Regions from separate parts of the Mus musculus genome. Here regions 1, 2, 4, 5, 6 and 7 are each linked to region 3. Evidence: chromatin contacts called from public ChIA-PET, HiChIP or PLAC-seq and promoter capture Hi-C data. All regions are on one chromosome and are shown on one strand. Each heading gives the region's core, a stretch centred on a gene start, on an enhancer-like site or on the middle of the called end of the contact. The rest is flanking DNA. Distances are from core to core; before and after follow the strand shown. Region 1 holds the start of Vamp5 (vesicle-associated membrane protein 5). Region 2 holds the start of Elmod3 (ELMO/CED-12 domain containing 3). Region 3 holds the start of Kdm3a (lysine (K)-specific demethylase 3A). Region 4 holds the start of Particl (promoter of Mat2a antisense radiation induced circulating long non-coding RNA). Region 5 holds the start of Tgoln1 (trans-golgi network protein). Region 6 holds the start of Capg (capping protein (actin filament), gelsolin-like). Region 7 has its middle 10 kb from the start of Gm30331.

The links. ChIA-PET counts read pairs in DNA pulled down with a chosen protein or histone mark. HiChIP or PLAC-seq counts read pairs in DNA pulled down with a chosen protein or histone mark. Capture Hi-C pulls out chosen DNA fragments and counts their contacts.
Region 1: an H3K27ac HiChIP or PLAC-seq map of microglia shows a contact between it and region 3, with 5 times the contacts expected there. The contact joins the promoter of Vamp5 here to the promoter of Kdm3a in region 3. A contact is called at or near these places in 3 of 115 datasets of contacts at active chromatin or transcription factors (astrocytes, microglia and thymic regulatory T cells).
Region 2: a promoter capture Hi-C map of liver shows a contact between it and region 3, with 4 times the contacts expected there. The contact joins the promoter of Elmod3 here to the promoter of Kdm3a in region 3. A contact is called at or near these places in 1 of 39 promoter capture datasets (neutrophils), 3 of 484 Hi-C or Micro-C datasets (CD4 T cells, muscle stem cells and uterus), 1 of 115 datasets of contacts at active chromatin or transcription factors (astrocytes) and 1 of 9 other capture datasets (liver).
Region 4: an RNA polymerase II ChIA-PET map of memory CD8 T cells shows a contact between it and region 3, with 54 read pairs. The contact joins the promoter of Particl here to the promoter of Kdm3a in region 3. A contact is called at or near these places in 1 of 484 Hi-C or Micro-C datasets (cardiomyocytes), 2 of 115 datasets of contacts at active chromatin or transcription factors (astrocytes and memory CD8 T cells) and 1 of 9 other capture datasets (liver).
Region 5: a contact with region 3 is called in a promoter capture Hi-C map of liver, with 5 times the contacts expected there. The contact joins the promoter of Tgoln1 here to the promoter of Kdm3a in region 3. A contact is called at or near these places in 3 of 484 Hi-C or Micro-C datasets (CD4 T cells, muscle stem cells and neutrophils), 3 of 115 datasets of contacts at active chromatin or transcription factors (astrocytes, bone marrow-derived macrophages and pancreatic cancer cells) and 1 of 9 other capture datasets (liver).
Region 6: a contact with region 3 is called in an HNF4G HiChIP or PLAC-seq map of pancreatic cancer cells. The contact joins the promoter of Capg here to the promoter of Kdm3a in region 3. A contact is called at or near these places in 1 of 39 promoter capture datasets (neutrophils) and 2 of 115 datasets of contacts at active chromatin or transcription factors (memory CD8 T cells and pancreatic cancer cells).
Region 7: a contact with region 3 is called in a FOXA1 HiChIP or PLAC-seq map of pancreatic cancer cells. The contact joins the enhancer-like site here to the promoter of Kdm3a in region 3. A contact is called at or near these places in 2 of 39 promoter capture datasets (maxillary cranial neural crest and pre-B cells), 1 of 484 Hi-C or Micro-C datasets (the Ba/F3 cell line) and 2 of 115 datasets of contacts at active chromatin or transcription factors (extraembryonic endoderm stem cells and pancreatic cancer cells).

What each region holds. Positions count from the first base shown.
Region 1 is chr6:72,378,749-72,382,431 of GRCm38.p6, reverse strand. It overlaps Vamp5 (vesicle-associated membrane protein 5), which reads left to right and starts at 1,964. Exons shown (of 3, transcript NM_016872.4): 1 at 1,964-2,051. The coding sequence starts at 2,049. It overlaps Gm52494 (a long non-coding RNA gene), which reads right to left and starts at 3,150. Exons shown (of 3, transcript XR_003956310.1): 1 at 2,659-3,150; 2 at 2,328-2,535.
Region 2 is chr6:72,596,750-72,600,375 of GRCm38.p6, reverse strand. It overlaps Elmod3 (ELMO/CED-12 domain containing 3), which reads left to right and starts at 1,963. Exons shown (of 12, transcript NM_001253692.1): 1 at 1,963-2,054. It overlaps Retsat (retinol saturase (all trans retinol 13,14 reductase)), which reads right to left and starts at 1,774. Exons shown (of 11, transcript NM_026159.5): 1 at 1,580-1,774. The coding sequence starts at 1,748.
Region 3 is chr6:71,631,662-71,635,176 of GRCm38.p6, reverse strand. It overlaps Kdm3a (lysine (K)-specific demethylase 3A), which reads left to right and starts at 2,260. Exons shown (of 27, transcript NM_001038695.3): 1 at 2,260-2,339; 2 at 2,598-2,680; 3 at 2,906-3,121. The coding sequence starts at 2,936.
Region 4 is chr6:72,437,415-72,441,419 of GRCm38.p6, reverse strand. Particl (promoter of Mat2a antisense radiation induced circulating long non-coding RNA) reads right to left here and starts at 2,737. Exons shown (of 1, transcript NR_046011.1): 1 at 805-2,737. It overlaps Mat2a (methionine adenosyltransferase II, alpha), which reads left to right and starts at 1,864. Exons shown (of 9, transcript NM_145569.5): 1 at 1,864-2,074; 2 at 3,972-4,005. The coding sequence starts at 1,984.
Region 5 is chr6:72,614,581-72,618,339 of GRCm38.p6, reverse strand. Tgoln1 (trans-golgi network protein) reads left to right here and starts at 1,340. Exons shown (of 4, transcript NM_009443.3): 1 at 1,340-1,663; 2 at 1,891-2,816. The coding sequence starts at 1,618.
Region 6 is chr6:72,547,202-72,551,271 of GRCm38.p6, reverse strand. It overlaps Capg (capping protein (actin filament), gelsolin-like), which reads right to left and starts at 1,999. Exons shown (of 10, transcript NM_001042534.3): 1 at 1,771-1,999.
Region 7 is chr6:70,823,199-70,827,283 of GRCm38.p6, reverse strand. No RefSeq gene overlaps it. Among named protein-coding and RNA genes, the nearest start is that of Gm30331, 10 kb to the right of the region's middle. Within about 2 kb of position 2,648, at least 344 of the 459 cell types and tissues checked have an H3K27ac peak or open chromatin away from gene starts, as enhancers often do. A contact at or near this core is called in the Ba/F3 cell line, extraembryonic endoderm stem cells and pancreatic cancer cells, where this site is marked.

The DNA of each region.
Region 1 (3,683 bases), core at 715-3,214, 750 kb before region 3:
GTCTTACTTTGTAGCCTTGAAGCCTAGGTTAAGCTGTCCTGGAATTTACTATATATGACCCAGGCTGGTCTCAAACTCAGTCAATCCTCCTGCCTCATCCTCTTAAGTGTTAGGATCACAACCATAGCTACAGAGCCAGCTCAGTTTTCTGTTTGGTTTTGTTTTATTTTGTCTTCGGGCAGGCTCTCATGTAGTAACTGCTCACATTCATTAGACAGCAGGCCATGGCTGTGAACCTTGACCCTTCTGCTGCTGGCTCGCCGATGCTGCCATCTACCACCAAGTCTGGTTTGTATGATGCGGGACATCAAACCCAGGGCTTGGGGCAAAACAGGCAAGCCCATCCCCAGCATCCATTTACAATTGAGTTTTTGCCTTAAAACTAAAGTCTTTTTAAAAACTCTTTGTTCTTTAAATTATTTTTATTTTATGTGTAAAGATGCTTCCTCTGCATGTGTGACTGTGACCATGTGTGACACGTGTCCTTGGAGGCCAGAACAGGGCATCGGATCCCCCGGAGCTGGAGTTAACAGACCGCAGTGAGCTGGCATGTAGTGAGCTGGCATGTAGTGAGCTGGCATGTAGTGAGCTGGCATGTAGGTGCTGACAATTAAACCTCAGTCCTCTGGAGGGGCAGCCAGGACTCTTAACTGCTGAGCCGTCTCTGCGGTCTCACATTTTAGCCTTCGATTAAGCACATAAAACAGCACCACTTAATATATTCCTCCGTGAGCTTTTTGTGGAATTCAGAGCACAGCGTATCCTTTACAAGTCTTCAGGCTTTCTGCACCTTTTGCACAGTTCTTTACAAACAACCTCATTTTAACCTTGAAGTTGGCCTGAGGCTGGGACGGGCCAATGAGATTAAGGAAAGGACTTCTCAGTTCCCAGTTCTGCAAGAAAAGCCGCAGTTTCCTCGGCATCTCTCTTCGTCAAGAACTCCATCTTCCTCACCTGTTAGAGGACCATCCCGCAAGGCCCACACCAGGAATCTAAGAGAAAGTGTGTGTTCTCAGGCTGGGCAACACCTGTTTGTTTTCCTTGCAGCAGCTTGCAACTCTGTCCTAAACTCATGCTGTGAAACTCTTCAAGACAGTCTGTGTAGTTTGTATTTTATTCTTATCCAAAAGAGATGGTCTCTGCTTGAGTACCACTTTGGAAGCTGGCTCCCATCTTCTCCTTTGCCTCTTCTGCCTCTTGTTGGTTCAAAACTTGAGATCCATCCACACACCATTGAGACTTTTAGCTCACAGAAATGTCTGCAACACTTTAGCATTTTAAAAATCTTCCTCCCCCAATGTATGGAGATCAGAGGCCAACTTGCAGGAGTTGGTTCTTTCCACAACGCGAGTCCATTTTTTAAAAAGATTTATTTATTTATTATATGTAAGTACACTGTAGCTGTCTTCAGACACTCCAGAAGAGGGCGTCAGATCTTGTTACAGATGGTTGTGAGCCACCATGTGGTTGCTGGGATTTGAACTCCGGACCTTCGGAAGAGCAGTCGGGTGCTCTTACCCACTGAGCCATCTCACCAGCCCTAGCTTACCATTTTTAAGGGTATAACTCGGTGACATACAATGTATTCAGAATACTGCCTGTTCCGTCTGTAAATAATCAGAACTTTGGAGTGGTTGGTGTGTTTTTAATTTCGGGTGAGACGCACTCACCAAGGTGGCAAATACTTCTGGCTTGTTCATGTCAGCTCCAGCACATAGCTCCCACAGATGCTTTTTGCATGACGGAATGACGCCTCCTGGGCTAACTCCTGATGCAGCCCCAGATCCAAGAGACATCGGTCCCCAATTCACCAGGCTGGGGTGTCATCGGAAATCGGACGCCTGTGGCCCGGTAGGAGGCGCCCCACGGGTCCTGTCACCGCTTTCGGTTTGCCCGGGACGGGCACCTCTGAGAAGGCGCGCCCCCCTCCCTCTTGGGCTGCGGGCCCGCCCCGCCCCACGGCTTCCTCCCGGGCCGCGGGCACTGAGGCCGCTCGGGGCAGAGGAATCGGAGCCGGCGAGCAGGCAGCGGCGGCGGCTGCGGAGGCAATGGTGAGACGGGCAGGGGCAGAGGGCGATTGTGCAGGGGCAAAAAGCAGGATTCTGAACCCCAGGGGCATAGGTCACGCTGGTCGCACGGACTAGTCCCCAACTTTGCAGGCAACCGGGGAGGGAGACTTCGGAGTGCGCCCCGTCGGGGCAGAGTGAGCGGTGCTACAGCTTCCCACGCTCCTGGAGCAGTTATCAGCTCCCGGCAATACCGGGCAAGTTACTTAACCTCCACGAGCCTCCTTTTCCGCGCAGTGAAGTAGGGGCAGCAATACTTACCTTGGTGGGTCCTTGAGAGGTTAAAGAAGATGTTTATGGTCGCTGCTGCCAGGCACTCAGAACCCTTTGCTGAGAAGTGGTAGGTAATGCGATGACCTCTCCAGCTCTTCCCCAGGCTAAGAGGAGCCAGAGCTGGCCCAAGGGTTGGAAACCTGAGCAGATGCCTGGTAGAGGCCCCGTGCTGACGTGCTGACAGATAAACACTTCCCTGGGGGAAAAGAGAAAATAAGTTGTTTACTATAAAAGTTCCATGAAGTTATCCCTGTGACCCAGCCTGCTGACTCTTTCCTAACCTCTACCTAGTAACATAATCATGAGTTGAGTCACCTACATTCACTCCTGCTGCAGACTTGCCATTTCCAAGACAAAAGTGTCAGGGACCACTGATGCCTGGATCCCACCTTCCAGGGCTCCTGGGAAGGTGGCCAGACTGGAAGCAAGTTTAGTACTCTAAGATGGGATGGATGTGGCCTGGCTAGGGGTGGCAATGCCTGGATGGCCTCATCTCTAGGGAACTGGAGGCAGGAAAGGGAAGTGTGGCAGGAAGGTAGCCCTAAGCTTTGAGGCCACACCAGGAAACCGAGGGAGGCTCTGAGAATGGGCTGGAGCTGAGAGCCCACTTCCGAGAGTACAGGGCAGAGATGGTCTTTCAACTGGCTCTCAGCTCTTGAGGAGAAGTTCTGAAAAGAAGGCTGCGCCAGGTTAGGTTATCTGGCTGTTCAGGAGAACCTTGGGGGTTCAGAGTCTGGGGGATGCATTAATTTTATCCCTTCAGCCTGTCTCCAGCTCCATCATCTATCTCTTCTTCCCTTGTCCCCCTTTCTGTCTCCAGCTCTTTCCTCCTGCATCCCATCCCTCTGACTACCATATATACCCCCACCCCCAACTGATTTCCCTTTCCTTTCCCTTTTCTTCACTGGGACTCATTCAGTCAAAATGATTTAAGAAAAAAATTCTTTTTTGCCATTGGAATAGCACAAAACAGTGATGGAGGAGATGAAAATGAGAGATGGAAATGAGCAATATTTTTTTGCATGTGTGGTATGCACGCTTGTTCACGTGTCTGGGCACATGCCTGTTTAGATACATGTGGAAGTCAGAGGCTGATGTCAGGTGTCTTATTAAACAGCTTTCCACTTTATTTTTGGAGACGGGATCTCTGGTTCAACCTGGAGCTCACCAGTTTGTCTCGTCTAGCTGCCAGCTTGTCCTTGGGACCGGCCCCTTCTTCCTGCCCCTAGGATTACAGGCAGACTGCCTGGCTTTTATGTGGGTGCTAGGGAGTCAGACTCTGGTCCCCAAACTTGTGCAACAGGGGATTTATTTATGGAGGCATCTTCCTAGCACCATAGATCA
Region 2 (3,626 bases), core at 714-3,213, 970 kb before region 3:
GGCTGCTACTCTGAGAGGTCACAGCACCAGCCTCAGAAAAGGAGGAAGGTTGGTGTGCCGGGAACCTCACAGAACCAAACTGGAATGCACGGTCAACACAAGACCTGGGATTTGTTGTTTTCTCCCAGTCTTTTACTTCCTTTCCTCCTTTATTTACTTACTTTCTTTGATTTTATTGATTCGTGTTTTTTAAGACACACGGTTTCACTACACATGTAGCCCTAACTGGGCTGGAACTCCCTATGTAGAGATCCACCTGTCTTTTCCTCCCCAGCGCTGGGATCACAGGAATGTGCCACTATGTCCAGTAAATCTGCTCATTAAACATCATTGCCCAAGGCCAAGTGTTCACAGCTTTAGTCTCAGCACTCAGGAGGCTGAGGTGGGAGGATCTCAGTGAGTTCAAGGCCAGCCTGGTCTATATAGCAATAGCAAGTTCCAGGACATCTAGAACTATAGAGAGAAACACTGTCTCAAACAACTAAAAACTAAAAAAAATAAAATAAAAAAAAAATCTCCATCCAAGCCATGGTGGCTCACATCTGTAATCCCACCATTTGTAATCTCTTGCTGATGGTGGTTGGAGAATCACTGTGAATTTGAGACACACTTGTCCTGTATAGCAAGTTATAAGCTAGCCTGGGCTACAAGTATGAGACCTGCCTCTCCCCCAATCCACAAACAATAACAATAATAAAATAACTGGGTGTGGTGCCTCTTAGGAAGTAGAGGCACAAGGATCAGGAGTTCAAAGTCAGTCCCCAAAAAATAGTGCAGTTAAGGCTAGCCTAGGCTTGGCTAAAATTTACAAGTCAGAGGCTCCTGGAGGTCAAAGAGGTGATCCTTGTTTGTTTTTTGAAAGTTTTGCATTTGGGGGTTTTGGTTGTTTTGGGGTTTGATGTGTGCATTTAGACAGGGTCTCATTGTGTAGTCCAAACTGGAATTAAATTGTTGCACCACTATGCCCAGCTCCAACACTTCCGTAAAACGTTGAAAGGCAGACATGCTGGTGCATGCTTGTAATCTATCTCATCATGCTGGGGACAGAAGAAGAGGGCTGCTCCGGGTTTGAGCCTGGGCTGCGAAGAGAGTTCAAAGCCAACTCCAGTACAAAAGTGAGACCAGTCTCAAAAACACAAACCTTGGGAGCACTCTACACGTGCTTTAGAGATGGTTCACTGGAGAGTGGAGTTCTTATCCCTAGCCAGTACTGAAATTCCGAAGTTATTATCAAGCTTCAGTTCTATGAACTGGACTACATTTTGCCTGCAACCCGCTTGTTAGGAAAACTTTCAGTGCTGCTTCCCTGTGCCCCCGAGCATGCACAGAAGTATAGGGAAAAGTTGGCTCCAGACCCAAGTAGGGGAAAGGTCTCTTATTCTGTGTAAGCCGTGAGCTGAAAAGATTCCAACTGGCGGGGCTGGAATTTGGCGTGCCAAGGGTAATGCCTGCACCCTTTCAGAAGCAAAGAACACTAAATTATGGAACCTCTGTGTGCAAGAGAAGTTTTCCCAGCACTTTACTAATGGGGAGACATGAGCAGAAGGCCCGAGAGCAGGCCTGAAACCCATCAGTTGACCTTGTTTGAGAACTTTCTTCCTAGCCTCCTTGTCGGTCACCAGGGGTTCAGGCGGTCGCTTGACATCCTCGGCGAAGGGGTTCGGGGAACTTGCAGCGTAAAGGCCCACGTAGACCCTGTGGAGGATCACCAGCAGCAGCACGGCCAGCAGCAGAGCAGTGATCCACATGTTGCTGCCAGGGCTCGGAAGACCGCGTCCTTTCCCCGCTGAGCTCGGCTTTTATAGCTGAGGCCCCGCCCCTCTAGTTCGTCCTTGGAGTAATACCAGACTTGGAGGAGCCGAAGCATTTTGACTCACGCCTGCTCAAAACTGATGAAGATTGTCCATTATGGACCTCCGTATGATCTTTGCAGAGCAGGAGTTCAATTGCCTAATGGGAAATGTAGTTCTAGCGCGAGACAGGCGACACTGCACGGCTGCGCGAAAAGGGGGATGTGGGATCCCCCCCTTACCGGAACGCTGGGGACGCGTCCGGTGAGCAAGGGGTCTGGTGAGGGAGGTGAGGGTGAGGAGGACGATGTCTGGTGGAAATGGTCACCGCGGGACCACAACAAGGATGAAAGTTGCAGGTCTGAGAGAGATCCTGTCTGGGAGGCAGAGAAGACCTGGGTTCTGGTGCCTTTTCCGTGTTGGATTCGCTGGAACCTCGGAGGCAGTTCATTGCTTTCCTCCCCTCTCCTCTTCCAAGCAGTGACAAAGTTTCTGTGCCCACACAGCCTCTGTCTGGGTATCTGAGTTGAGACCTTGTTGAGACCTGCACAGGAGCTCTCCTAAACCTGTGTCAGCCCAGGACTGGCAGCCTCACACCGACGTTATCCCTAGGTGGATTCCCCTAATCGTAACTACTCTATCAGGCTCTCAAAGTGCAAGCCACCTAGGACAAGCCTCAAGAAAGACTAAGTCAAGGATCATCCTGTGTGTTTATTTGCATTTAAGGACGCACCAGCTTCTAAATCAGCTTTTCAGAGAGTTTAAGCTCCAGCAGACAGTCTAGATATCCTACCATCTTAATGTTGCCCTTTGAGGAAAGTAGGTCTGAAATACGTACTTGACTTAAGAGGGATTTGTTTGTATAGGAGGCCCATTTCCTCAGGTACCCACTATCAGGAGGAATGACTTCGTAACTTTGAGTGTTTTGTCCTTGTTTTAGGCCCCAGCGGTGCTCCAGTCCGGTATGTAAAGCAGGTCATGCTTCTATGCTACTTGGTTCGTTTTCCCCACAGTAACAGGAGAGCCTTCCCGAGACTTTGTCAGTCCTACCTGTGACCCTGCCAGGTTATCTGATGTGTGTGTATCTTATGCTGTCATTTAGGCCGAGATGGAAGGAAAGGAAAAGAGAGGTAGATGCTGAGGTTCTGGGGAGGGGGGGGGGGAGCTAGTTCCTGGGGTGTTTCAGGGAGGACGTTACCACCATCCTCTCTAGATCACAGGCAGCCAGGCGTCGAGCCCAAAAGCTGTTTGTTACTGGCAGTCAGTCCTTGGGGAATGTAAATCATAGTCCCCTAGTGGAGGACTGGCTCCGTGGAGGGCCTCCCCACTGACTTAGTCCTCTGAGTCTGTGAAGTATGACTGTCAGTTGTGTGAGAACCATCCACTCTCATTTTCCCCCTCGATATCAGGGGTTGAGCCTCCTTTGCTGCCACTAGGTTACAGTCCCAGCCTTTCCACACTGACTCTCTGGTGTGTGGGTGTGAGCATGCATGCCCATATAGGAACAGAAAGATCAGGGGGACTGTAAATTGCCTGTTCTGTCACTCTGTGCCTTCTACCTTTGAAGTTGGTAGAATTGCTTCTCTGACTGAATGTGGAACTAGGCCCAGCAACCAGCAATCCTTTTAATTCCATCGACCAGAGTGCTAGGGAGCCAAACTCAGGTTTTTACCCTGAAGCAAGCCCTCCTGCCCACTGAGTCATCTTCCCAGCCCCTTGTGTGTGTGTGTGTTTTTTTTTTTTTTTTTTTTTGGTTTTTATCTGGGTGAGCAGAGCGGTGTGTGCCATGGTGCGTGTGTGGAGGTCAGAAGACAATTGCTTCTTTATTTCTACCAG
Region 3 (3,515 bases), core at 1,011-3,510:
AAAATGTTCAAATAAAATCCATTATTTTATATAATGATTATAGTTAACAGCAAAAACCATGATTGTTTTCTAGTAACTCTACTAAATAAAAGAACTTTCCATCTATGTAAGTATTTTTTGTTGTTTTTTTGTTGTTGTTGTTCAGATTTAGTAATAGGACTTTGTAAGTTCATAAAGTACACTGGATATCTCTCCAACTTTTCTTGGTTCTGGAATCATGAATAAAACAGAAAAGTCATGTGTGTGTTTTAGTAGAATTTATGCCTAAAACAAAAATGTCTTTTGTTTTAGTAGAATTTATGCCTGTTATTTTCCAAATTATGTGTTATGTGATCTAAGTCCTCCACATTCTCTCATTTTAAAAATTTAAACTGCTTATTTCTGAGATAAATGGATTTATAGCATTTACTGTGATTATAAGCTGTCAAAACTTTCTTGTTTAGTACTATTAACTTAGTTCATATCTTCAGTTTGAATAGTTCAATAATGTATTTTATAGACCCAATCCTTTATTAATATATTTCTTCTTTTTATGCTTTTACTCTTAGTCATATACCATATAACAACATTATGGCAAGTGACATGTGATATATACAGTGGTGATCCCATAAGTTTTTCTCAGTGACTTGGTAATTTCTGTAAGGACACTATGTTATCAATGTAATGAAATCATCTAACAACCTTTTATCAGAATATATCCCTCGTATTAAATAATGTATAACTGTACAAGATGCCAATGTAGCTTTCCTTTGATTAGTCTTATAAAAATTTTACCCTAATAGTTTCAAGTTTCTTATGCTGTACTTTTCTTATGCCAAAAAAATTTTTTTAAATACTAAGTACCTCTCCATGTTTATTTATAAAATTAACCCATTTATATTTATTGTAAATATAAATGGACTTATTCCTGTCATTTTATTTTTAACCATAATTTCTTCTTCTTCCTTTTGTTTTTCTTGTTTCCATTTCTGCCTTTTGATGAAGTGGATAGGTTCCTTCATTCCATTTCCCACCTCTTAATGGTTTGAATATAATAAATCCAATTCAGTTTAATTCAACTTCAGCATTATTTAATCTTTAACATTCTGTTGTCATACATTCAAACCAAATATTTTTCAAAATAAACATCTGGTACTAATTTGCATTGTATAGCATTCCCTTATACATTTTGAATTTTTTCTGAATTCTCATTTTCACACTATTAAAACTAAATTTCCATTCATTTTATAATAAAGATTAAGTGTGATGTTAGATTAAGCACCAGGCTTCATAAAGAAGTCTTCAGTTATTCATTTCATTTTTTGATTCAACCAAGAATCCTCTGGTCCAAACCATAAAACCATCTTTTCTCTCCTTTGTCTTTCAAAGTCACCTCTTTCATTATCACTTTTATCATCAACTCCATCTACTTTCTCAATTTCTTTGTTGTTTCAAAAATCTTATATCCACTTTACATTTTCTTTTTAAAAAACCTACATCCCACATAGTTTTGAATAGATGGTTTGCCTCTAGATTTAATGAACATCGTTTTCCAGCAACTCAATGCCTTTCTTCATTTATCCTTCAAAATGGCGGACCTAGACAGTCATGATCAGTACCACGTGCGCCTGCGCCTCCAGCGGCCATTTCACCCATCAGCCCAAGCTCCAAGAGTCCGCCCCTTCTGGCGCGTGCGCAGGAGCCCCCAGAGCCTAGTCGCTCCTCCCCCTCTAACTGCGTACGCCTGAAACCGCACGTCCCAGTGCTGTCCCTCCCCCGCAGGCTGTGCACCGCCCCCGCCCCTTTCCCGTGAGATTCTTCCGCCTGGTGGAAGGTCGGTCTTCGCTCGACAGCCTACGCGCTTCAAGTGCAATCCAATAGGCGCTCATGATCCTGGGTCTCCCCATTCAGTCTTATCTGTGAGCCTGTGCGATTTTCTTTCTGGCCTCAAAGTCGATAACCGATTCGGCGGGACTTTTTTGCATAGCGCGAGGCAACAAATGGAAGAATGGAGCTGCGGCGGAGGGATCTACCGACCGCGTTCTGCGCGCTTTAATGGGGGATCGGCTTCGAGTCGTTGCTGAGAGCGGGGGGAAGGGAGGAGGCAGCCAAGGAATTGTTTTTTTTCCTCACCCCGCCCTCTTCAGCATAACCAATAGGAACGTAGAATTTCCTAGGCTGCCCCGCCTATCCCCCGCGACTCAACCAATCATCGGTGGCAGCGGCTCCGAGGGGGCGGGTCCGGGAGGCTGTGCGTGTCTTGTGAGAGAGAGCTCTTGAACCAAGTCAGAGCTAGAGTCGGCTGGGCGGCTGGGCTCTGTTGCCGCCGTCGTGGGTGACTCAGGGAGGCGGGAGGCGGGGTAAGCGCTCCGCGGGCCTCGGCTGCGGGAGACAGAGGGAGAAGGGTGAAGGACCCGCGCGGGCGGTCGCCGCGTCTTCTCGGTTCAAGGCTCAGGACGGGCGGGGGTGCGCCCGAGTCGGCGGCCCGGAAGCGGGGGGCGGGGGCGCGGCAAGTGTCGAGTCGCGAGCGAGTCCACGGCGGCTCCGAGGCCGCTCGGGGCGGGGATCGGTCGCTGAGACGGGCCCTAGGCACTAAGAGGGAGCCTTTTCTTTAACAGGGCGAGGGGACGAACACTTAGGCAAAAGCACTGGCGCCGCGGCTCAGTCCTCCCTTCTCTCTCTCAGTGTCCAGCTTTGAAAGGTTTGGAAAAAGCGAAAGTTGTTGGGGCGAGAGGGTCACGCGGCACTCGGGGGGGTGTTTGCGGGGGGGAGTGCTGGGGGGTTGGGGAGGCGCGGGTGGCAGCTTGGGGCGCGGAGTCCACCTGCGGGGGTGTCACTCCACCGGTCCCTGTCGGCGCTTCGTCTCTTCGGGCCGCCTCCGACCTCGGCCGCCCCCCATCGCATTTTGTTTTTGTGCCTTCTGCAGGGAGGAGCCCTTCCTGCTGGCGTGGAAACCATGGTGCTCACGCTCGGAGAAAGTTGGCCAGTATTGGTGGGGAAGCGATTCCTCAGTCTGTCCGCAGCCGAAGGCAACGAAGGCGGCCAGGACAACTGGGACTTGGAGCGCGTTGCCGAGTGGCCCTGGCTGTCGGGGACCATTCGAGCTGTTTCCCACACCGACGTTACTAAGAAAGACTTGAAGGTAAAAAACAAAAAGACTAAAACAAAATACAAAATCCCTAAACAAACAAACAAAACCGTCTTCTGGGGGCTGGGCAGTCAGACGGTTTTCAGTTACCTTGGTAACGGGACAGTTGAGCGCCCCTCCCTCCCTTTTCTGAAATGGGCCACTAGAAAGTTGGCAGGTGATCAGAAGGTACAGAACTCTAGACCGTGAAAGTCTTTGAAATGGGGTGTAGTGTCAAGGTGTGTTTGACCTAGAGCTCCAGTGGCCTGAGATTAATAATGGGTTTAGGATTGTTCAGACATGCTTCATTAATGCAGGCGCTGGGTCCCCTGGGACAGTCTGATTATGCCCCCAACGGGAGGCGTATTGTTTATTAGTAATAGGTTAAAGAAGTGGATGACAATTAGAA
Region 4 (4,005 bases), core at 1,488-3,987, 810 kb before region 3:
GTCCCTATGAGCAAGAGAGGTAATGATGTATAACTGAGTTTAATTCTCTTGGCAGGATGAAACCAGCTGTGGAGCTGAGAGCAAAGGGGTGTCAGAATTTAATGAACTAATCATTGAATTTAACCTCCTCCCTCTCTATTAATAAAATAACCTTTTAATTATATTCTGGCTTCTATATAGATTTTTCTGCTGGAAGGTAATGCACTGACCGGTCTACACAGGCATTTTGGTCTGTCTGGCAATTTTATTACTCATTGTGAGGTACTCTTAATGGCTGAGCCATCTCTCTAGCCCCTAAAACAAGTAAAAATTATGAAAGTCTTTACTATTTTCTCATGAAGGGCTAGTTTTAAAAATAAACCCAACGAACAAGAACAAAATACTGTCAGGCTGCCTGCAACGATGTGGTTTCCGACATGGAGATGAGCCTGTGTGTGTCCCTTATCTTCTTTGTTCCTAGCATAGCACAGTCTAAGAGCTTCCTTTGTTTCCCACAGTGCCTTTCTCAAACTCCCACCTTTGCACTGGCACACACCCTAGAGGGAAATGCCCCTTGCTTTTCATAGTGTACCTAATTTTCTGAGGCAAGGCAGCTGGCAGCCGGAGGTTGTCATTCAGCCTCACAGTCAAGTGCATCTTATGCTAGGAGCAGGCTGTTCCCTAGCATCATAAAACCCGATGTTCTTGACAAACACTGGTTCTCAAAAGCCACCAGGCTCCTGGCCTGCCCTAAGACTGGACCCAACAGTTGTGTGACACTGGCCTCATAGAGGGTCTCTGCATGCAATTAGCTCCAGACTCCACTCTTTGTCTGTATGGAGTTTTATTTCCCTTTTTTTCCCCGTCTGTTAATTCATTTCATGAGCAAAACTGAGACAACTGCAAAAGTTTAAAAGAGAAAGTGTCATAAAATCGAGGCCATTTGACCTTGACAAGCTCATCTGAAGCACATTTGAAGGCTTGAATAGCGCCCTCCCCTACACACACGAAAGAAGCATTCATATTCTCTCGAACAGATTGGAACGTCCATTTCTTCCTAGGAAGCATGGAAAACCAAGCCATGCAAAGTCAGATTTAGGATAGAAAAGAATCTAGTACCGTCTCAGACTACGGGGGTCCACGAGGCTCGGCGAGGGGGGAGGGGAGGCCGCCGGCAAGTGGCAATTGTTCGGAAAAACAATACAGCATTCCTGCTAGTTGGCTTTACAGCCATTTTCCCCAGAGCAGTTACTCGAGGCATGACTAACGGTAGGGCTAGAACCCCTCACAATCTCTCGTTCCCCGGAGGGAACCGTGTAGGATGGATAAGGGCAGTGCCTATTAGCCTCCGCTGGCCAGTCAACATGGCCACCTTCACATGGCAGAGGGCCACCCGGCGCTGGTGCACGAGGTGGCGAATGGAGGGTGGTGGTGGCAGGAAAGACCCTCGGCGAGAGCCACAGCACAAAACGGCCGCCACCGCCACGGCCGCCGCTGGGAGGCGCGCGCGCCGGCAGACCTCCGTGGGCAACGGTCGGAGGGATGTACCATACCCTCGTACAGGGGAGGCCGTCCTTCAAATCCAAATCCTCTCTTCTCCAGCAATCAACGTGGGGATGGGCGTAAACCCCAAGTCTACTCACTTACATCTCCATTTAACCCACGCCATCAAGATGACTAACTACTGGCAGGAGGCCCGGTTAGCTCTGCTCGCCCCCCCCATCGGTAGAATGGTTCAGCCGGAGCTCGGCTCGGCGGACCTCCCTGCCAACCCCCATCCGCCCGCCCGCGGCGCATTGGCGCGCGACGCCGAGGGGCGGAGCCCGAGCCGGGCGCGCGCGACCCCCTGCTCTATAAATACTGGGCCGCTTCGCCCGCCGCTCCGTTCGCTCCGAGTCTCCAGCCTGCCGAGAGCTGAAGCGATCCTCCCTCTGTGTCTTCCGCAGCCCTCCGCCTCGCCGCCTCTCAGTCTCCTCAGAGTCGCCCTCTCTCACCGCCGCCGCCATGAACGGGCAGCTCAACGGCTTCCACGAGGCGTTCATTGAGGAGGGGACGTTCCTCTTCACTTCCGAGTCTGTAGGGGAAGGTCACCCAGGTGAGCCGACGGGGACTCGGAGGAGGGAAGGGCGGAGGGCAGTGGCGCTGGGGGTGGTCGAGGCCGTCTCCGGCGGCGGTGGGCATGGCAGCGGCCGCGCGCTTCCCTCGTGGCGCCGCGAGTTTGCAATGTGCGGCCCCGCTCCCCTCCCCCTTTCTCCGCTCCTCATCCGGCGGCGCGCCCCGGCATGCGGAAGGTTCCAGAAATCGAGAAGGGCGGGGGCTCGAGGCAGTTTTGAGATCGGCGCGGGGAGGGCACTGCTTCCTCCTCTTTAGTCCCGTCGCCTGGAAAAACCTCAAGTGGGCGACCCCGCCCCGCGTGCTCGCGTCCGGCCGCCGGGAGCGCGCGCCCCGCATTGCAGCGGCTACCACGTGTTCGCCGCATGTGGAATTGGGGCGAAGCGGAGCTGGCGGCCTCTACCCACCCGACCCCTAGTTTGGAAGTGGGGGCTGGTGTCTCCGAAGGTCCCATCTCTAATATCCCTGACTTCCGGCCCCTGGAAAACGCTTAAGAGCATGGGTAGACATGCCCTTTAGCCTTCAAGGTGACAGACTGCCACTGACTAAATATAGCGCGAATTAGAGAAGGCATCCCTTATTTAGAGTGTGCTTGAAAAGGATGAAGTGCATGAATTAAGTGTATACTCCCATCGCGTTAGGTTTCGTTTTAAAGTCTTCCCTTTGGTCTTTTTCCTACAACTAAAGGAGGATTTATTTCATGTTTCCTTAAGGCTTTGTCCACTGAACCGCCATGATGAGATCGGTTATAATGAATCTATTATATGGACTTTGGGTTTCAGATGGAACATAACCATTTAGTAAATACTAATATTCAGTTTGAGCTGTTTCCGTTCGCAGGGGGTCCACAGCAATATTATTACATGGCTTGTGAGGAGCATCTTGATGAGTGATGGTTGAAAGACAAGTGTTGCTGTGGCTCCTCCCACACTCCCCTCAAGGAAAGGAGTATCTCCATATCTATTGAATCACTCCTTAGTACAGCCATTAGATTCCATCTTAAGGTTCTGTGGCTGCAATACACATTTTGGGGTAGTAACAAAAATCAAGGAACATAGAGCCAAGCACAGTGGTACACTAACTACTACAATCCCAGCGTTTAAAGTATGGAAGCAGTTTAGTTTGTCAGCCTGGGCCACGTGTAAGACCCTGTCTCAATACCACAAACATTCCAGACCAGGATACTGCCATTTTCTAAATTGATGAATCAAGGAGAAATTGGATATGGCTTAGAGCACACTTGAAAGTTTCCTGGAGCCGAAGGCAGAGGCAGGTGGATTTTTCTGAGTTCCAGGACAGCCAGGGCTATAACCCTGTCTCAAAAAAAAAAAAATTACTGCATTTTTTGTTTGCTGGTGTTTCTTCTGTTAAATTTATTTTCATGGTTAAAAAAAAAATCTCATTTCCCTATTGTCTAATAATAGGGGAAATGGACTGTTTTAAGAAGTTAATGACCTGACAGTTGGCTCTTTAGTAGGTTTGTAACATTTTAAATGTGGGGGATAAAAAGAACAGTTGTCTCTAAAATACACTGTGAGGTTATTTCCTATGGTAGGCTTTGAGATATCAAAATAAATCATTTTGACTTTGATTAATCTGAAGGGCAGAGGCAGGTGGATCTCTTGAGTTCAAGGCCAGCCTGGTTTACAGAGCAAGTTCTAGGACCGCCAGAGCTGCACAGAGAAACATGTCTTCAAAAACAAAAGACTGGAGATTCTCCCTCTCACCTTGCAAATACTACTATAACTTTACATCAAGCTTCTGTCACCTACAAATTCATAGCTATATTTGCTTCTTGGGTTGCACATAAACTGCTAGTTACATGATGAGATAGGGTTAGTAGTAATAGTTAAGTTGAACCAGGAACTTTTATTTTCCAGATAAGATTTGTGACCAAATCAGTGATGCTGTCCT
Region 5 (3,759 bases), core at 91-2,590, 980 kb before region 3:
TTCTTAAGCACTGAACCATCTCCCTAGACACTAAAGATGTCTGTTGCTGTTGTTTTTCAAGACAGAGTTTCTCTGTGTAACCCTGGCTATCCTGGAACTCACTCTGTAGATCAGGCTGGCCTGATTCAGAGATTTGCCTGCCTCTGCCTCCTGTGTGCTGGGACTAATGTTGTGTCCCACCATCACCTGGCTCTCTAAAAAAAGTTTTTTTAAGTATATTTCTTTTAAAATTCTATTTTGTTGTTTGCATTATAAGAATGTGTTGCTTGGGCTGGAGTGATAACTCAGCAGTTAAGAGCACCACTGACTGCTCTTCCAGAGGTACTGAGCTCAAATCCCAGCAACCATATGGTGGCTCACAATCATCTGTAACAAGACCTGATTCCCTCTTCCAGTGTCTGGTGACAGCTACAGTGTACTCACATATAATAAATAAAATAAACCTTAAAAAAAAAAAAAAGAATGTGTTGCTTGTGTGGTGTGGTGGTGCATGTCTTTAACCCCAGCACTCAAGAGGCAGAGGTAGGTGGATCTCTGTGATTGCAAGGCTAGCCTGGTCTACAGAGCGAGTTCTGTTAAACAGAAGAACCCTGTCTTGGAAAGAAAAAGAATATATATGTGGTGAATGAGACAAGAGTGTTTGTCTAGTGTGCATAGAACCACGATTTGATTGCTAGTACCACATAAATTGGAGACACAAGCCAGTAGTCCAGTAGGAAGATCAGAAACTCAAGGTCTTCCTGTTTGAGTAACAAAGTACCTTACTTCCTGGATTGGAGAGATGGCTCAGGGCTTGTTGCTCTCCCACAGGAACAGAGTTCAGTTTCCAACACCCACAGAGTTTGAAACGCTTGAAGCTCTAGCTCTAGGGCATCTGATGCCCTCATCTAGCCTCCAAGAGCACCTACACACAGGTGGCAGACACACATACACAAATAAAAATAGTAAATCTTTGATATTTTATTTCTTAAATAAATAAATAGCCCAACAGGGGCGTGGTGAGGCACCTGTAATCCCAAACACTCAGGAGGCAGCAGGTGCCCACATAGCAATATGGTTTCAAACACATAGAAATTCAGAAGAACAAACAAGAAATCAAAAACCTTGGTAAATTCAGAGGGCCCTGGATACAGCCAAGAAAGGGATTAGGATCAGGATGAAATGTGTTTGCTTCTAGATGGGCAAGTGCTGAAGAGAGTACATTTGTTTGTGAAGTGAGAAAGCAGCATCGGCAACGGAGAGGTTGGAAACACGAGCAGAGGATGCGACAAAGAGGCGCCCGGCCCCACGACCCTACATCATAAGCAGCGAAGGCGACGCAGCACCTGCCGGTCGCAACAGCTTCCGAAAAACGAGGCCAAGTGAACAAGAACGAGATCGCCGAGCCCCGCAGACTGCTGAGAAACAGAAGGGACTTGGGGGGGAATAAAGAGCTGGACTTGACTTCCGGCACTCTACCGGAACACACAGACAACGGCTGCTGTCGCCCGGTAGCCCCACCCCTAAGGCGGGGCTGCGCCGGAAGAGAAACAGTCCGCCGGAAAGGGAGGGGCCACGCTCGGGAAAATCTCGTGCGCCGCTCTCACGTCATCAGAGGGCGGAAGCGCAGACTGCAGGATGCGGTTCCAGGTTGCGTTGCTCCTGCTGAGTGTCGCGGTGGCGAGTAAGGACCCCCACCCCAGCCCAGCTCACTCTCCCCTTTAGGTTCCCCATTCCTCACCTTGGTGGGTCGCTACGGGAGCCGGCGTCTTTCTTGTCTGGCCCGACCCTGCTCTAGCCATCTCCGCTTTCCCATTCGGCCATCCCCGCTAGGCTCTCAGAAGTCAAGCCCGCTTCTCTTCTTCCGAGGACTTACTGTTTTTTGTTTTTTGTTTTTTCTGTTTGTTTCAGGAGCTCTGCCGTCCGTTTATAAGAGAGACGCCGACTCAGGTGACTCTCAGAATCCTCCGAATCAGCCTTCCAAACAGTCCTCCACTCCCCTGCCTTCTTCTAACCAGGTAAAGACTACAAGGCCGACCGACGGTCAGGGGCAGAAGTCAGATAAAAAAGACCAGGACAAGACGACTTTGGCAGCAGTTTCCAGTAAGGCGGAATCTGGGCCGCGGACCGCCGCGACCGATCACAGTTTGGGTGATTCCAGAAGGCAGCCCGAGAAAACGGATGCCGAGTTGAACGAAACTGCGCGGCCCCTCTCACCAGTCAACCCCAAACTGGAAAAGTCTGATCAGAGCTCCACAGAAGATTCAGGCAAGCCCACAGGAGGTAATTCTGGCAAGCCCACAGGAGGTGATTCTGGCAAGCCCACAGAAGCTGGTTCGAATAAGGCCACAGAAGATGATTCTGGCAAGTCCACGAAAGTTGATTTGGACAAGCCCACCTCCAAAATCTCCCCAGATACGGAGACTTCGAAGACTGACAAAGTCCAGCCAACTGAAAAAGGACAAAAACCAACACTTACTTCCAAAACTGAATCTGGGGAAACACTGGCAGGGGACTCTGACTTCTCTTTAAAGCCAGAGAAAGGAGATAAGTCTTCAGAGCCTACTGAAGACGTGGAAACCAAGGAGATTGAAGAGGGTGACACAGAGCCGGAAGAAGGCTCACCACTTGAAGAAGAGAATGAAAAGGTGCCGGGCCCTTCCTCCAGTGAGAACCAAGAGGGGACACTTACAGACTCTATGAAGAATGAGAAGGATGATCTTTATAAGGACAGTTCTGGAAACACCAGTGCAGAGAGCAGCCACTTCTTTGCATATCTAGTGACCGCTGCTGTTCTTGTTGCTGTCCTCTATATTGCTTACCACAACAAACGAAAGGTAAGAGGGGACTGGGATTTCCAGGACCCTAAGTTCTTTGTTCATGGACAGCTATCTGTCACTCATCTGCCTGTGAGCTTTGAGAATTTTAAGATCATCTTGTTTTTTCCATAGACCCTGCTGGGGCTTATAAAACTAAGTTTTGTAAATCAGGTGTTTTCATCATGTGACTTGTTTCCTCTCAGTTCTGCTGTAAAGTGCCAAGTTGGACGTGAGTCATGACCTGACCTAACTGTAATTCCCCTCCCCTAACTTGGAACTCAGATCATTCCCAGCCTCTTGATATGTAGACCTCTTCCCCCTTTTCCAGGCTTAAGATAGTTTACCATTTCTAGCTTCTATACCAACCATCTTCCATCTGGAGGCAGGAAGAATGTTTTCAGTTACATAGTTACTAACACCAAAAGTAGAAAGCCAACCAACAAGAGTTGAAATTGCACAAATGTACACATCTTTGGGGTTAAAGTGTTACCCATGAAACAACTTTAGAAACAACTCTATATGACAAAATTATTGTATTTCCTACTGAGCCATGAGATTTAGAAGACAATTTCAGTAACTTGACTTATTGAAGAGTTCAATTTGTGATAGCCTTTGGGCATAAAGAATGGAGAGTGTACATTCTTCATTTACATCTAAATGTCCATGTTGAGAGCAGTAAATTAGAGAAAAGTTGTTGAAACAATGTGTGGGCACAAAGCAAGTGTTTGTGGATAGGAAACAATCAGTAATTATCCCCACCCTGCTTAAACCTAGAACTCTGGCAAAAGAACTGGTAGACCTTTAACTCTAGCCCCACAGTTAAGCCATAAAGATTTCCACGGGCCTCAGCCTCCATCTCGTGGTCCTTTTTTTTTTTTTTTTTCAAGACAGGGTTTTTCTGTATAGCCCTGGCTGCCCTGGAACTCACTCTGTAGACCAGGCTGGCCTCGAACTCAGAAAT
Region 6 (4,070 bases), core at 750-3,249, 920 kb before region 3:
AAGCTCCCACAATGTACGTGTCACAGCCCCTCCATCCCTGTGGGCACACGTCAACCCTAGCTGTCTGTGGGATAAACGACCGCTCGGTAGGCTTAGCTCCTGTGGGAGTTTTCCCAGCCCCATTGTCACATCATCCTCTGCTTGCAGGTTTAGAGCACATCTGGCCACCTTCTTGTGCTAACAACAGCAAGGCACACCTGCTACCCTATCACAAGCATTCATGACAGAGTCTATTATTCACTTCCATTCCTTCAAGATCTGTTGGGGGGGGGGGGCTCAGCATGAGGAGTAGTCCATGCCTTATGGCCTACCTAGAAGGTTCAGGAAGTGGGGAGCCATCATACCCAAAGAAACCACAGACCAACTTCCTCCCCATCAGACCGTCACATAATCACAGACCGGCATTAGAAGAGGCTTTAGTGCTTAGATAGTCCTTAGCGCACACGAACGAGCCCTCTTCTGTGGCTCACTTCGCCATCCTCCTCTTGAATGCTTCTGGTGGTGGGAAACTCACCACCTCACAGGCAGCCTCTGTGTCTTTCACTGGGAACGGGAAGCATGCCGGGAACCAGACCCAGGGCCACAGGGCACAGCTGGAAAATGCTCTACCACTGAGCTACATCACAGCTGGCCACCTCTGCTGAGGACTCCGTTTTCCCCCATTGTGCCACAATGTGATGAGTTTTAGGGGCTGGCTTTCTCCCCGAGACATGAAAGCACCTTTGGAGCAGGAAGCTGAGTTTGCCTATGGACCTTTGGACACACCTGACTGTGCCCGGAAAAGTGTCTGATTGTCCTAACTTGCTGAGATCCAATGACTGGACTAGATGAAAACCAACGGGATTGCTTAGGATCTCGACATCCAGGCAAGGCCTGGAGCAGCCTTGAAGCAGAAAGCCAGAGGGCAACGAGGCCCATCTGACTGTCGTGAGCAGTGGGGGGGAGGATGTGTGCCCTGCTGGCTAACTCTGGCTAGAATACCTTTTAAGGACACACTGGGGGCTTAGAAGTGGAGTCCACTCCTACCTCCAACAAAATGCTTGATCCTATCAATGTGCATCAGTGGCCCAGTACTGAGGAAAACTGGGGCTATTTTTGCCCTCTTGGACCCTGACTCACAACAGGTCACTTCCCCTCAAAGACCATATCCGCCCCGTTAGTGTGAGCTGAAATAGCGGCCCTAGGGAGGAAATAGAGGGCCAATTCAAGAAGCCCAGGACTTTCTGACTGTGGCCAATGTCTCTTAGAAGTGGGAACAGCAGTGGCTCTGAACCCCCAGGACAGGCCAAAGCAGATCCCGCTCCCCACACCCCCAGATTCTACCTTCATCTCTCTCCACACTGGTCCCCAGCCAACCCTCTAACTGGGGGCTGGCTGACTGTCCCTCAAGTAGCTGAACCTACCTTGTTCCTTCTCAGTTCCCTTCCTTCCAGTTGTCTGGGCCCAGGATAGTGCTATCTTGGGGACAGACACCACCAGATCTGAATTCACCTCCCGACAGGTTGATGGCTTCTGGGGATCTCTCAGGTCTGACACCACCTCCTACAGACCAGGATGAGCCCAGACCCTTCAGCTCCTCCCCAGCAGCTAGAACACATCCCACCCACACCCACTCAAGACTCTGCAGCTGCAAAACTACAGCTAATGACCTGAGCTGACTTACGCCTGGGGACACCGTTCCCACCTGTTCCCGGACCCTAGCAGCCAGCCCTCACCTACCCACTCATGAGAGTCCTAGTCCCTTCTCTACAGAGCCCTTCCCAGTTTTACCTCTCCACGGGCCTTTTCTTCTCAAACTCGTCTCAGCTTGCCCCTCGATAGCTAGCTTCTAACTTCCCTCTTCGCCACTGGGCTGCCCCACCCACCTGCCCCACCCATGGGGAGGCTCAGTACTCAGAAGTCTAAGGGCTCAGGAAAGCCAGCTCCAAGGCTGGGCCATGCGGATGGAAGGCTGCTATTTCTCAGACATGGTCACTGGGAGGTTAAAGCCTGACTAGGTCTCATCACAGCGGCCTCGGGCAAGGCAGATTCTGAACAATTTAAAGAGTCAGACCAGCAAGGAAAGTCCCATTCCACTCACTAGCCCCGGCAGAGGCCTGAGTCTGCTCAGGCCCTGCTGTGGCTGGTTAGTCACTTTTCCTGGGTTGGGTCACTGGCCCTACACTACTTTTTCCTCCTCCCCCTGACTAGTTGTCTCATTGCCCTGAGTACATGTGATGATGACCTACTCCTTCTCCCTCCTCCTCTTCCTCCTCCTCCATTCCCCTTCCCCTCCTCCCTCTTCCTCTCCTTCCTCCTTCCTTCTCCTCTTTCTCCTTTTGGTTTTTCAAGACGGGGTTTCTCTGTGTAGCCTTGGCTGTCCTGGAAATCTCTCTGTAAACCAGTCTGTTTTTGAAGCAAAGTTCCAAGAGAGTGTTTGAGGCCCTGACACATTCTCTCTCTGTGTGTGTGTGTGTGTGTGTGTGTATGTGTGTTCATTTTGGTGTTTTGTTTTCGAGACAAGCTCTCATGTAGTCAGGCTAGCCTCTAAAGGCAGCTCAAACTGGTCTTGAACACTTGACCCTTCTGATTCCCGGATGCTGGGATCACAAAAGTGCACCATCGTGACCAACTGTTGTTTGGTTGTTTTACTGAGACAGCGTCTCACTTTGGCACCCAGGCTGCTATGAAACTAAATCTGTAGCCCAGATTGGCTTCAATGCTATGAGAATCCTGCCTCTGCTTCCTGAACACTAGTGATTTACATGTAATGAGGCACCACACAAGGTGTCTTGAAACATGAAGTCTCTCTATGCCCCTTAGCTAGGCATGGTGGCTCTTGCCTTTAATCCCAGCACTCGGGAGGCAGAGGCAGGTGGATCTCTTGAGTTCCAGGACAGAGGGCATATGGTTTCAAGCTCAACCCAAAGCAACAGCCGCTCCCTTCGCACAGTCACAGGACCATAATATAGAATCAGTCTGATCTAACTTGCTGGCCCCAGGAAAGCCTTACCCTGGGGCACAGCCCGAAGTCACATAGAAAACAGGACGCTCAGTCAAGGAGGCTCTTATTCCCTCCTAATCCCTAGGTCAGCAGTTCTCAACCTCCCTAATGTGTGACCCCGCAATACAGTTCCTCATGTTGTGGTGACCCCCCCAACCATAACATTATCTTCCTTCTACTTCATAACTGTCATTTGCTACTGTTATAACTCGTAATGTAAATACTTTAGAGATAAAACTTTGCCAAATGATTCATGACTCACAGGTTGAGAGGTTCAGGAATATTTGCACCTAAGGAGCAGCTACAGTTGGGTGACTCAATGTCCAGGGACCCTGACAGGCCCATCCTGGAAGAATGTTAGTCAACAGTCAGATCCATAAGTCCACTAAGCCATAGAGTTTAGTGTTCAGAGTCATGGCCCTGGCCCAGGTAGCACCGAAGCAAGCTTGCTAATTATCCAACCATCAGACCAGCCTAACCTATCTCGGAGGCTGCTAGGGGAAAGCCTGGAGAAAACAGAGCACAGAGTGGATATGGGGAGTTGGTATTTGCTTGCTCATTTGAGACTGAGCCTGAAGACATAACTCAAGCTAGCCTCAAATGTGTGATCCTCCTGCCTCCATCTGAGGACTGGGATTACAGTGTACACCCCCATGCCTTCTAGATAAATGTGTTCTGTGTGCTAAAATACCATGAGAGAGAGAATTAACTGTTTTCTCAACATTAAATGCAGTCACTGGGACGGTTCAGTGAGTAAAAATGCTTGCTCTGCAATGATGGCCACAGTTCGATCCTCAGAACCTATAATAAAAGGACAAAATGGTTCCTGAAAGATGTCCCCTGAAATGGTAGATACAGCTCAGAGGTCAAGAACAACTGCTGCTCTTCCAGAAGACTGGAGTCTGGTGCCCAGAAGCCACATCTGGCACCTCACAATGGCCTGCAACTCCAACTCTAAGGGTCTGACTCCCTCTTCTGGCCACAGAGAGCACTGCACTCACATTTGAATATACAGATAAATTACACTACACTATTGAGTTTTGTCAACCTGACACAAATCTAGACATATCTGGGAAGAGGGTTTTCT
Region 7 (4,085 bases), core at 1,399-3,898, 810 kb after region 3:
AGGTAGCTACATTAGCTTTTCTTAATGTGGATTCTAGGATCCAAACCCTGGTTTTGTACTTGCCCAGTGACCGTTCTTACCCACTGAGCCACCACTCCATTCCCCGATTTTTCTTGTCCCCCCCACTCTGTGGGGTGGTTTTGGTCCTGTGTGGATTTGCCTCCCTTAGCCTCCTTTAGAACTCTGTCCTAGGTCATGTGTAACTCCAATTAGAAGTACTTCCCAGTTGAGCTCCCAGAAGGATGTCCCAGTATGCTAAAACACATACCAGCCTACTCAGTGGTGTGTGGGTCAATACAGCCTGGGCAGAAGTGCAAGGATTCCCAGAGGACATCCTACCTGAGGCAAACTGTGCTGAGGCAAACTATGCAGTAGAGACACTGAAGCCACCGGAAACCTGGGGGTGAGAGCTGCCCCGATGCTTCAGCCTGGAGCTGTCTGAGCATAAGCAGACTAAAGTGTATTGGTCTGACATTACTGTGACCAAATGCCCAAGAGAAGTCTAAGAGAGGAAAGATGGAGGGATAGCAGAACAGAGCGCTCCCCAGTGGCAGGAAGCAGCTAGTGATGTCTATATCACTGGCTTTCCCCTTTCCTGTTTTTTGTTTGTTTGTTTGTTTTGTTTTGTTTTTAAGTTTTTCCTCTCTGGGAAGTTTATAGCATAGTATTACCCACACCCACAGAGAGGTCCCCCCCCCTTGTTAATTCTCTCTGGAAATATCCTTCTAGATACAGCAGGATGTATACTCACTAATCTAGGTGCTTCCTAATGCTTTCAAGATGACACAAGCACTATCCTGTCAGAGTCCTCCATGCCTTTTGCAAACCGGAGGAGGTGACTGCAATCAAGGGACAATAGAATTTTCTTTCAGTGGTGGTGGTGGTGGTGGGGTCCTAGTTTTGTGGCTGGTAGTAGTTACACTATTCTGGGATAGTTTTCTGTAAGGCTTCAAGGAACATTAGTCAAAGCTCTTCTGTGACAAGCCATACAAACCAACTCTTACAACTTTTAGAGAAAAAAATTTAAGACTATTGCAAGAATATAAGTACCTCACAGAATTAAAGGGAACACACCATGGTCTGGATATAAGGTACTTTCTTGAGGATTCCTAGGTTGGAAGCCTGACCCATCGTATACTGCTATTGAAATGGTGGGAATTTGAAGAGGTGGGCTTGGTAGGAGGTTTTCTAAAAATATGTATTTATTTATTTTTATTTTCTCTCTTTGTGTGTGTGCGCCCGAGTGCAGGTGTGTGTACTGTATGCATGCCATGCCTGAAGAGGCCAGAAGCAACAGATCCCCAGGAAATGGAGTTGTAAATAGTTGTGAGCCTTCATGTGGGTGCTGGGAATCAAACCCAGGTCTTCTCTCTCGAAGAGCAGCCAGGGCTCCGCTGCTCCAGCTCTCCAGCCCCGAGTCATCATGGGCACCACCCTCAGACAAGAATAAGAGAATTATCTCCCACAAGAGTGAATTGTTACAGAAGTCTCAGCCTGAACCCCTGAGTACCGTCTGGCCTTCTGGCTCTCATCTGACATTGTGATCTCACCCGCTTGCATGCTTTCCTACCAGCATAATAGCCTTTGGGGAACTGAACAGGCACTAATGTCACACCCGTGAACAGAAATTCCCCAGAGAGAGGAATGGACCTAGCTTTTGGGTTATGGGTATATTTTGAAGGGGGCAGGGCTTGGTCACAGTCCTCTCATGACCACATACAGAAGGTAGAAGAGGGGTATCTTCCTATAGAGAAACAGTGGGAGGATGACTATGTCAAATACCAGGGCTGAAGAAATGGCTCAGTGGTTAAGAGCACTGGCTGCTCTTCCAGGGAACCTGGGCTCAATATATATATATATATATATATAATGATATATATGGTATATATTATATGGTGTTTCTTTTAAAAGAAAATGACAATCTACACACACACACACACACACACACACACACACACACACACACACACACACACACATACCCAGGCTGACTATAGCTGTTGGTTTCCTTGAACTTCTGATCTTTATGCTTCCACCTCCTGAGAGCTGGGATTACAGCCTGCACCATCACACCTGGTTTATGTGGTACGAGGGATCAAACCTCTCTTTGCGTCAGAGTTGTCTTGTGGCATAGCCCACATCCTGTTTCAGGAAGATGAACAGGTAGATGACATGGGGGCTCCAGGTCCTCAGCTACCACCTGTCACTTAGTATACACTTATTAAACATTCGATGCTGTAAATGACAGTTAAATAAATGCATGACTAACATGAACGGTATTTGCCTGGACTTGTTCTGAAATGAGGATCCGGGGCCTCCACCCTTCTCTAACACTGAGTATAGAGTCTCCAGGAAAAAACAGTATGGTCAGTCCCCACACTCAGCACCTCGGCGACAACCACGATCAGAGAGAAAACTGAACTGACGCAGACAACCTCTGTCCTGTGTAGAGAAACACAGGCCGTACTTTGCACTGATCTTGTTCACATATCCCCACACCTTGCTGTGGTTATCAGTCTGCAGCTCCTGGGTTCCCGTTGCCGCTGCAAAGGCGACTTTCTGCTGGCTCAGAAGCAGGAACTGTGCGCTGCTCATCCATTCTGATTGGCTGAGGAGCTGCGTTCTCCGCACGGTGACAGTCACCTGACCCTGAAGCTCCGCTTCTGTCCTATTCATCTGACCTAGCCTGAGTTGTGTTTTTCTGGAATGCCTGAGGCGGGGCTGTGGCTGTTGTTCCTGGGTGGGGCTAGAGAACTCTGCATTATTTTCTAGTTTATCCAAAGGGGGACTAGCAGAGCTGGGACAGTGAGATCCCAGAGGCTGAAGGTGGTATATGCCCCCTCCCCCTGGCCACTTCCTTGATCCTCACCTCTCTTCCGCTAGTTTGGAGGTTGGGAACCGCTGTTTAGTAGGAAAACTCTACCTTTAGACCTGAAAAGACGGGTATTTTCATACACAACACTGGCCTCCCACATTCCTGACAACAGGGAATGCTTTCCTGGTACCACGGGAGCTGCTCGGCCAGGCAGGCAGATGTCAAAGGAAGATGTCAAAGGCAGGTGAGGGTTCCTTGGTGGGAGAGAAAAATCTCTCTGGGACGAGGCCAGTGGAGGAGCGACTGCTGGTATTCACAGCTAATAAAGCTCCCCACCAACCCTGCCCACTTCATTCTACGCAAGCTTTTGGCTGTTTCTCAGTGTGTGTTGAGGGTGTGGGACTCCCATTTTTCTGCTTTGGTCCTTTCCCATCTCCACCTCTCCAGTGCTAGAATTACAGGTGTGTGCCGCCATGCCTGGTTAACGGGGTGCTGGGAATTGAACCCAAGGTTTCAGGCCTGTTAGGCAAGCACTCTGTCAACTGAGCTACAGCTTTAGCCTCTTTTTGAGGTTGTTGCCGTTTGTTTATAATTTTTCTTTGGTGGCTGAAGGAGAACTCTATAACTGCTTTTCTGTATAACATATAATTAACCAAATTTGGCATATAATTAACCAAAACCAGAAAGAAACTTCAGGAAAAGTCCTTTAGATGTCTTAGTGTAGGATAAGCTTTTACCACTGTCAGACTCTCAGTGAACTGAACAGGTCTAATTATTTCATTTTAGCATTTTCTTTTAGAGATTTATTTGTTTATTATTATATGTAAGTACACTGTAGCTGTCCTCAGACACTCCAGAAGAGGGAGTCAGATCTTATTAAGGGTGGTTTTGAGCCACCAGGTGGTTGCTGGGATTTGAACTCAGGACCTTCAGAAGAACAGTCAGTGCTCTTAACCGCTGAGCCATCTCACCAGCAAACCTCTTTTTTAGCATTCTGACAGCACTTTGTCATACACACCAAAACAGGATGTCTGGACAGAAAGTGTTTAGTGCCACAGCAAAGCCACTAACGCTTTCTGTTAGTGAAAGACTGACCTGGGCCCCAGACCCAGCAAATTTGCTGCAACCAAACGGAGACTGTGGGAGATCCAGCTGGAGAGAGGGAAGGGTCACAGCGGGGACTCTCAGACTAAAGTCTTGTTCTCTAAGCAAAGAAAGCAGAAAGGATTAAACCTGGAGGATAATAGAAAAATGACTGTTTAAAAACATT